Linked DNA regions of Mus musculus: all the other regions are linked to region 3. The links are chromatin contacts, called in public ChIA-PET and promoter capture Hi-C maps. All regions are on one chromosome and are shown on one strand. The core of a region is the stretch at or near the end of the contact, and the rest is flanking DNA. Distances in the headings are between cores, read along the strand shown.

The links. Promoter capture Hi-C pulls out the DNA fragments that hold promoters and counts their contacts. ChIA-PET counts read pairs in DNA pulled down with a chosen protein or histone mark.
Region 1: a promoter capture Hi-C map of hematopoietic stem and progenitor cells shows a contact between it and region 3, with 2.3 times the contacts expected there. The contact joins the enhancer-like site here to the promoter of Aprt in region 3. A contact is called at or near these places in 1 of 39 promoter capture datasets (hematopoietic stem and progenitor cells), 2 of 115 datasets of contacts at active chromatin or transcription factors (effector CD8 T cells and microglia) and 2 of 9 other capture datasets (liver and pancreatic islet).
Region 2: an RNA polymerase II ChIA-PET map of effector CD8 T cells shows a contact between it and region 3, with 14 read pairs. The contact joins the enhancer-like site here to the promoter of Aprt in region 3. A contact is called at or near these places in 1 of 39 promoter capture datasets (liver), 4 of 115 datasets of contacts at active chromatin or transcription factors (effector CD8 T cells, epiblast stem cells, microglia and 1 more) and 2 of 9 other capture datasets (adipose tissue and liver).

Annotation. Positions count from the first base shown.
Region 1 is chr8:122,927,725-122,930,514 of GRCm38.p6, forward strand. The region is part of intron 2 of Ankrd11 (ankyrin repeat domain 11); the gene reads right to left. Among named protein-coding and RNA genes, the nearest start is that of Gm39272, 4.7 kb to the right of the region's middle. Within about 2 kb of position 1,392, at least 69 of the 459 cell types and tissues checked have an H3K27ac peak or open chromatin away from gene starts, as enhancers often do. A contact at or near this core is called in hematopoietic stem and progenitor cells and microglia, where this site is marked.
Region 2 is chr8:122,910,986-122,913,794 of GRCm38.p6, forward strand. All of the region lies in intron 3 of Ankrd11 (ankyrin repeat domain 11), which reads right to left. Gm39273 (a long non-coding RNA gene) reads left to right here. Exons shown (of 4, transcript XR_003947488.1): 3 at 1-2,809. Among named protein-coding and RNA genes, the nearest start is that of Gm39272, 21 kb to the right of the region's middle. Within about 2 kb of position 1,371, at least 24 of the 459 cell types and tissues checked have an H3K27ac peak or open chromatin away from gene starts, as enhancers often do. A contact at or near this core is called in effector CD8 T cells, where this site is marked.
Region 3 is chr8:122,575,492-122,578,191 of GRCm38.p6, forward strand. Aprt (adenine phosphoribosyl transferase) reads right to left here and starts at 1,416. Exons shown (of 5, transcript NM_009698.2): 1 at 1,262-1,416; 2 at 1,024-1,130; 3 at 1-44. The coding sequence starts at 1,341.

The sequences.
Region 1 (2,790 bases), core at 142-2,641, 350 kb after region 3:
ACTCTAGTTGTTGCTGGGCTTTAGTTCAGTATTATTTTTAGCATATTAACCATCCATTAGTTAGAGCAGCCTTAAGTTTCCAGGAATATTGAATATAAAAGAGAGTTGTCACATACCTTTACCTCAAAGGTACACAGCCTCTACATGGTCCAGCAATCACTACTAATGCCCAGTGTTCATTATTTACAACAGGTTCACACTGAGTGCTAAACGTCCTGTAATTCTCAAATGCAGTCATTTATATCCACTATTATAACACACCATATAGCCCAGTTTCACTGCTCTAAACATCCTCTGTGGTCTGGCCATCTGCTCTGCGTCCTCCTGGCCTGGCAGCCGTGGACCTGTTTTGCTTTTCTCAGGATTTACAGAACTAGAACCCTATATCATGTTGCCTTTTCAAGACAGCTTATTTATTTATTTATTTATTTATTTATTTAAGGAAGGAAGGAAGGAAGGAAGGCAGGCAGGCAGGCAGGCAGGCAGGTGAGAGAGAGAGAGAGAGAGAGAGAGAGAGAGAGAGAGAAAGGAAGAAAGAAGGAAATTTTTTTCTTTGTAAATGTCTTGTGTTTCTGTTGGAGGTGTACACACGTGCCACTCCACACACGTAGGGTCAGCAGTCCTTCCTTCTGCTGTGGGTACTGGAGATCCAATGTGGGTCATCAGCTTCCATCACAAGTGCACTTAACTGCAGAGTCATGGCATCAGAGCCCCCACGATGGGTTTCTTTAGCTTTGTAATGCACAGGTGTGGTTCCTCTGTGATTAAAGCTGGGTTGTTTTTAGCAATGAAATAATATCCTATTGTCTGGCCACATCACTGTTTATCCATTCACCTGCTGAATCTTGGCTGCTTCCAATTTTGGCAATTATGAAGAAAGAAGCTTTCTCAAGTCAATTATCAGAACAGAAAATACTGGAAGGCATATATCCATCATCACATGAAGAATGTCATTCTGTTAACTTGCCTGTGTGAACCTCTGCCCATGTTTTCAAAAACAATGGCTGGTTTGCTGCCAGAAATGTTTAGTTCTCTCTAGGATCAGAACCACACCCCTACCTTGTGTGGTGCTCATCAGTGAGCCTTCCCGCAGTCTCTCAGGCAGGAATAAGACAGGAGCTGACCCTAGTGTGCGAGTTACCGATGCTGCTGGATTGCTGGCCTCAACTTCATTCAGGCTCTAAGACAGAAGGGGAAGTTTAAAATGTCTGTCCTGAGGTGACTTTTACTTCCTATTCCATACAGAAGCCTTGTTTCTATGCTGATCCAGTCTCCCCAGTCACTTCTAACATGGTCAAAAACTGACTCACCCACGGCAACGGCTCAGCAACAGCACACAAGGACTCACTACAACACATTAGATTCTAAAGAAGACGGTGGGTTCTGTGGGCTGCCACATATACCAGATTGCTGTAGTGAAGTCAGGCAGACAGGGCTGGTCGAGAGTTCTGCATCTTCAAGGAGTGTTCTCACACTTTAGCAGTTTGGTTTTGGACAGAAGTTAACAACACTAGGCTAGGAATGAATACAGACCCAAGAATGTGACTTTTACAAAGACAGGCTTATTTGAATATCTGTATTTTCACTAAACATATCAGTTCATATAATCTGATTTGATTATAGAAAATAAGTTCTGTGGTTTCAAATGCATTAACCATATCTTACTTATACAATGTTTTATGCTTACATTTTTTTCCCCAGATGATGTGGATAGAACTACTTCATAGAGAGAAATGAGACTCCCAGAGGAAAACTGGCATACCCACATCCAGCAGCCAAAACCAGGACTGGAGGCCTCAGCATGCACAATAGCCACACAGTCCATTTCTGCCTACTGGAAGCTCCTTCACACGCCACAGTCCAATGCCATACTAAGAACCAAAACAACTCTGAGGCAAACAAATCCCAAAGATCTAAAGTCTGAGGTGCCAAAACCACATGATATTTGTAAGTATGAAAGCATGGATTTTTACAACTATTTCAGAAATCTAGAGGGTACCTGAAGGAATTATATCTTGTGATTTCCACAAAAGAACTGTGACAGCTATTCTTGGTTGTCAGCCTGACTACATCTGGAATGAACTAAAACTGAATGTGAAGGATTTTCCCCTCTAATTCAATCATTTGATGTGGGAAGACCTACTTCTAATCCAGATCTTTGAGGTGGGAAGATGCACCTTTAATCTGGGCCACACCTTCTGCTGGCAGCCGGTATAAAAGACAACACAGAGGCAGAGGCTTGCTTTCTGTGCCGGCTTGCTCTTGCTCTCACTAGCCAGGCCACTCCTTCGTGGACATCACAGCTTTGTGGGCATTACTTCTTCAGGATTTACTTCAGGGTATACAGCCTATACTGAACACTTGCTGAGACACTCAGAGTTCTCTAAGGGATCACAATTTATAGAAGGGGCATGCTCCCCACTACCACCAGAAAAAAGATATAGAATGGATGCTCCACTTTATCATATTCTGCTAAACAGGGTCTCTCATTGAAGCTGGGGCTGGGCAAGTCCCAGGCACCCTCCTCTGCCCCTACACTGCTGCAGTCACAACAAGTCTCAGCTTGCTGCATGGTTTTTAGAGCCAACCAAATCCTCATGATTGTACAGCAAGTGCTCTTAACTATTGAGCACTCAAACCCCTCTAATGTACGACCCGTAAGAGCTAACATATGGCTGAGGCTCAGCACACACACTCATCTACTATTGTTTCTTCTCCCCTAAACCAATTTTCCTACTTTGACTCTCGTCTTTCCAAGGCTAAATATTATACAGACTTAACTATGGGTGC
Region 2 (2,809 bases), core at 121-2,620, 340 kb after region 3:
CCTGATCCTGAATCCTACCAGAGGTGGGATTACAGATGTTTGTAATCATCACACCCAGCTATATATTTTAAATTTCAATCTGAAAAATCCCTGATTTTTCATTAATTACATTTAGAAGTAAATTTTATTTACATTTGACACCTTGCCCGAACCATTAATTCTTGTAGCTTTTGTGCAACTGTTGATATCCTGGAGTAAAGTTTATTCTGCCCTTTCCAATCTCTTGTGGCTTTTATTTTGCTACTGTGCTAGCCAACGCCTGCATAAAACTGCCAGAGGTGGGGACTTTGGTGTCCTTCTGCTGCTTTGTATCCAACCTTATATAGAATTCAGCCCTCATTATTAAATGATGGCACACAGGAATTTTTGTTGAATAAATTGTAATAAATGTTAAATTTGGTCAAAAGTCTTTGCTATGTCAACTGATGTCATAAACTTAGGGGAAAAATATAAGCAAAAGTTCTGTGACCTTGCATGTGACTATGGCTGGGGGAAATGGTTTCGTTTGTTGCAGAATCATGTGTTCAGATCTCCAGCACCTATATAAAAAGCCAGGAGTAGCAGTATTAATTTATAATCCCTACATATAAGAAGCTTGCTGGCCAGACAAATTGGTGAGTTCCAGGTTCAGTAAGAGACCATGTTTCGAAAAATGAAGCTTCAGATGAGATGTCTCACTGCACACAAGTGTCTGCTGACAAACCCAATGGTCCCGGGACCCATGTGGTAGGAGAGATCTTCTGCCCACAAACTGCCCTCTGACATAGCTGAGGAAGCATGTCCATGGGAACCTCCCCCAATCAAAGACTTCCACATGCTTGAGAAAGAACACGTGTGAGTCCTGTCTTCAATCAATCAATTGGTCAAAATAAATTGGAACGCAAGAGACAGACATGTTAACAGTTTTTCTGGCTTCCACACACACTTGTGCGCGCAAATTAATAATAATAAACTAATGTAAAAAAAGTTCCACAATAGTTAGAAGGAAACTAGAGCAACCTCAACGGGAGCCACAGTGGCACTGTGGGATTCAGCCCACCAGGAAGGTCTTACGTAGCCATTTTCTAGGTAGTAGGAATATTTTATATACTTATTATTAAAATCAATGTAATATTACATTATTAAACATTAAATCAAATATTACATTATTAAAATCAGGAAGTTGAATATAGGGAATGAAGGCCAACTGGGGAACTTGTGTTTGAGGATCCTCTATGCTCAAGAATGCTCTGTTTTATAGTCATGACGTGTGTTACTGTTGGAGAAATGGGGACTGAACAGGAAATGGTAACACCCAAGGAGCTGTGAAGCTAAGAATGCTGATGAGCAGCAAGTGTCAGAGGGGGTGCTTCAGGCGCTGACTTTTGTGAATGGGGGTAGGAGCTGCACACTGGAGAAGCCATCGAGGTTTCAGTGGTTTGCTACCCTTGGCAGCCCCAGCAACAGTTCTGTGAGAGAAACCCTGCACAGCCATGCTAGACTCTTCTCTCCTGCTATAGCAAAGGGAAGGAAAGAACAGAAAGCCCAGAGGACAATACTCACAAAGTAGACATCAGCCTCTCTGCCACTGCCATCACTAACTCCTGTGTGGTGTCCTGAGTTAAGGCGACACCCAGCTAAGGATGGGGGAGAGTGAATCAGGCTCCATATCAATCTTTCTAGCATCCTGCTCTTGGCCACAGCCTCCTGTACCTCCTGTCTGTCAGGGGTAGTCTACATTTCATACACAGACCTCAAGAACACTCCCGGAAAAAAAAAAAAATCACAGGACCCAACAGCCTGACTGTAAGCTATTGCCCTGTTGGTGGCACTCGCGCAGCCGCCTCTTAAGGTAGGCTTCAACCCCAGGGAGCAGCCATCAGATTCAGTTAAGGGGTGAATTTGTGTTTGTCCTGGAGAAACATTGGATGCTCTGGTACTGTAAAGAGCCAATAGGTATTATGGCACACAGGGTACACATAGTTTGCAAATTAGGGGATGTGCTATCCTTCCTTGAGGGACCTAATTAGACAGAGGCAGGTGCCCACCCTTAGAGCCACCTCCTGCTCACCAGTCTGCATGAGGGATGCCCGCGGTCTAGAAACCCTCTGAGAAGTGCAGAAGAGGCTTCTGCTGAGACAGATTGCCATCTGTCACAGGAGAATGAGAATGAGCCTGAACTGGACGAAAGATCTCACTTCCTGCTGAGGGGCCTTGGATAACACAGCGGCCATCTAGCTCTGTGGACAGAGCATGACCATAAGAGTAGGAGATTTGCTGGTCTCTACTAAGGCTATCTCAGTATGCAGTATATAGATGTTCCAGACATTTTTGGCACTTTCTTCTCTACATGTCAGCTTGTGTCACTAATGGGTCTGTAGCAAGATATGTGACAGAAGAGTATGTCACATAGTGTATGATTCATTTGGGAGAAAAAATTTAAAATTATGTTGCTTTTGATAACATGTGCCTTACGTGAGGAAGTAAGTTCACATTGTATAGCCAGAGCCAGTCAGTGTTCTGTCACTAGCAGGCCCTCCTTCATGAACTTTTACTCAACATTGCCACCTGGGATCCTCTGTAGTCCCTGAAGAATAGACACCTACGTACTCCATCTTGGACTGCTTTCTACAGAGTGACCAGGTAAGATAGGAAAGATCCACCACGGCCAAGCACTGCAGCGTCACACAGCAATTTCACGGGTCCTGTCAAGCTCCAGAAAAGGCCAGATTTAAGCAAGTAATCAAACAAACCCAAATCAAGTCAGGGTACCTTGCTGGGACACACACACACACACACACCCCTACCTTAAATCGAATTCATGTACACC
Region 3 (2,700 bases), core at 166-2,665:
CTGAGCTAGGGAAGGGCCAAACAGGAAGCCCCTGGAGTCTAGACCTGTTAGGGTAAGGAGGGAAGGTTGTGGGATGGAGCTGAGGGGCATGGGAATCTAGAGGCCAAGTATGGGCGAGGTCAACACTTGCTAGGAACACTAGGTCTTGCTGACTACGGCTAGAAGAACGTTGATGGCTACTGGGTAGCCATCAACTCATCATCTCAGCCTTGGGGATCCTACCTGCCTTCTGAACAGCTCAGGGCCACCTATGGTGGCTCTTGCCACCTTTCAAATGCAGCATCTAGCTGTCGTGGGAAGGATACATACATGCCCTAATTTCTGGAGCATGGCCAGGGGTACCAATAGGAAGTGAAGTGGGCAAAAGTCTGTGGTCCCTGAGCACTTACCAGGGCCACTCTGTTCTCTGGGGTGCCCACCCTCCCTCTGGACACTCCTGGTGGACATTCAGCTGTCCTAGGGTGTTTCTGAAGCTCAGGCATGGAGCCAGGTAGACAGCAGTTGTTTAACACAAGCTTGTGTGAGGGAACAAGAGAAAGATGCCCCGGTGTAGTCCTGGGGAGAAACAGCCCCTGAAGCTACCAGGCTTGAGGTCTGCCCAGGCACGCCACGCCCAACCAAGGTTACCTAATTTTTAGTATCTAGTTCATCCCAGAGGCTACCCCTAAGCAAGGATGTCCGTCATCTGGAGGTTCCAGGGTCTCCCAGCCTGCTGTCAGGATGCTGGCCAGCTTTGTGCCCTAAAAGAGGGAGGCCTGGTTCTGGACACAAGGACAGAGCAGAGTTCGTCTCTAGGAACAAGCACCGAGGGCAGATGCCTTAGGGTACCTAGCAGGGAAGGGAGACTCCTACATAGTTCATCCAGGGTGAACAAGCGTCCAAGGCAGTGAGGAACCAAGGAGGAAGTGTCAGAGGTTGAAGAAAGAATGGATGGGTGTGGGGCAGACTGTGGGTGACACGAGGGGGAAAGGGGATAGGGGCTAGGACCGTGGGGGACGAGCACGGCCTAGCAAGGCCACTCGCCTGCGATGTAGTCGATCTTGCCGCTGTGCGTGGACTTCAGGTGACTGGCCAAGAGGCGGATGGAAGCTCGGAAGGAGTCCGGGTCTTTCAAGAGGGGCGAGATATCCCTGGGAACAAGGACAGGAGAGTGACCCGCGTGTGGCCGGGCAGAGGCCCCGCAAGATCCCCGAGGCTGCCTACGCGCCTGCGCCGGGGGATGAGCGTACAGCGCCAACGCCTCGCCGGCTCGTGACCGCACCTGAACAGCACGCCCGGGATTGGGAAGTCGGGGAAGCTGCGGATGCGCCGCGCCACCAGTTTCAACTCAGGTTCCGACATGGCCGCGTGCGTGTAGGAGGCAGGGAGGAGGTAGGTATCAGCACGCTAAACTCACGTCAATCCCGGGGGGAACAAGGGCGGAGCGTCCTCGATGGGCGGGGCTTCTGGGTGCGGGTTGGTCTAGCACGAGGGGCGGGACAGGCTGAGAGGCGGGGCCTCTGCGAGGTGTGTGTGGGGCCTGAGTCAGGGGTTAGATTTCTTGAGCTGCCTAAACACAAGCATCCCTACCTCAAAGATATATGGGTGGAAAGGGGATGTGCGATGTCCATCCTTTTTTGGTTTTGCCCCACACACGCTTTTTCAGTCCTGCTTTTCCAGGGGCTAGTCTTCTGGACCTGGGGGAGCAGGGACGGGTCTTGCCCAGGTCCGCTGGAGTGGTTTGGCCTTGCGTTCCTTCCCTCGCGCATAGTACAAGGGGCCTGAGATTCAGCCCCTGCTTTCCTGGAATTAGCCCGGAAGGGAGCTGATGGATAGTCTTAGGTCCAGAGGTGGGAGTGCACTGTGTGTGGGCTAGAGCGCAGGGGAAAGCAGGGTAGCAGGGCGGGTAAGGAATGCCTTCTCTGAGACCACAGACACTCCTGTGCATTGCAACAGAATGTGCCCTCCTCGTTTTGGGGTGGGGACCAGAAGGTCCTGATAGCCAGAGACAGAACTGGGGTTCTACCTTCCCAGCACAGTACCTGGGTCTATAGGTAGTGGTGTGGAAGACTGTCCTCTGAGTATAATGGCCATTATCATCTTCAGTGCAGTTGCAATTACTCAAAAGATATCCTCCAAATTGGCCCATGCTCCATCAAAGGAGAGGGTGTGGGGAGGGTCCAATGGATTCTAAACATTCCTTCTTGGACCTTCCTGTGAGCCCGTGAGCTGCATTCTTCCATTTGATGTGGTCTCTGGAGGCACTAGAATACACACACACACACACACACACACACACACACACTCACATGGAGGAAGGTTAACTAAAGGGAAGCTCCGTTATGAATCTATTAGGAACTTGTCATCTATGCTGGGCCGAGACTTTTCCGTTTGGTTGATGCAGCTGCTCTGGGGGTCATTCATGTTCTTGTAGGCAGTGAACTCATTGGACACGATGGTTACTTTAGGCTCTCACTGGAATCGTATCTGGGGCATCTGTTTCTGAATCCCCAGGGAAAGCTCATGCAACAGGTACGTGGAGATCTAACACACAGTCTCCCATCATAATCTCGATTTTAAAGACCAGGATATGCCGGGCGGTGGTGGCGCACGCCTTTAATCCCAGCACTTGGGAGGCAGAGGCAGGTGGATCTCTGAGTTCAAGGCCAGCCTGGTCTACAAAGTAAGTTCCAGGACAGCCAGGACTACACAGAGAAACCC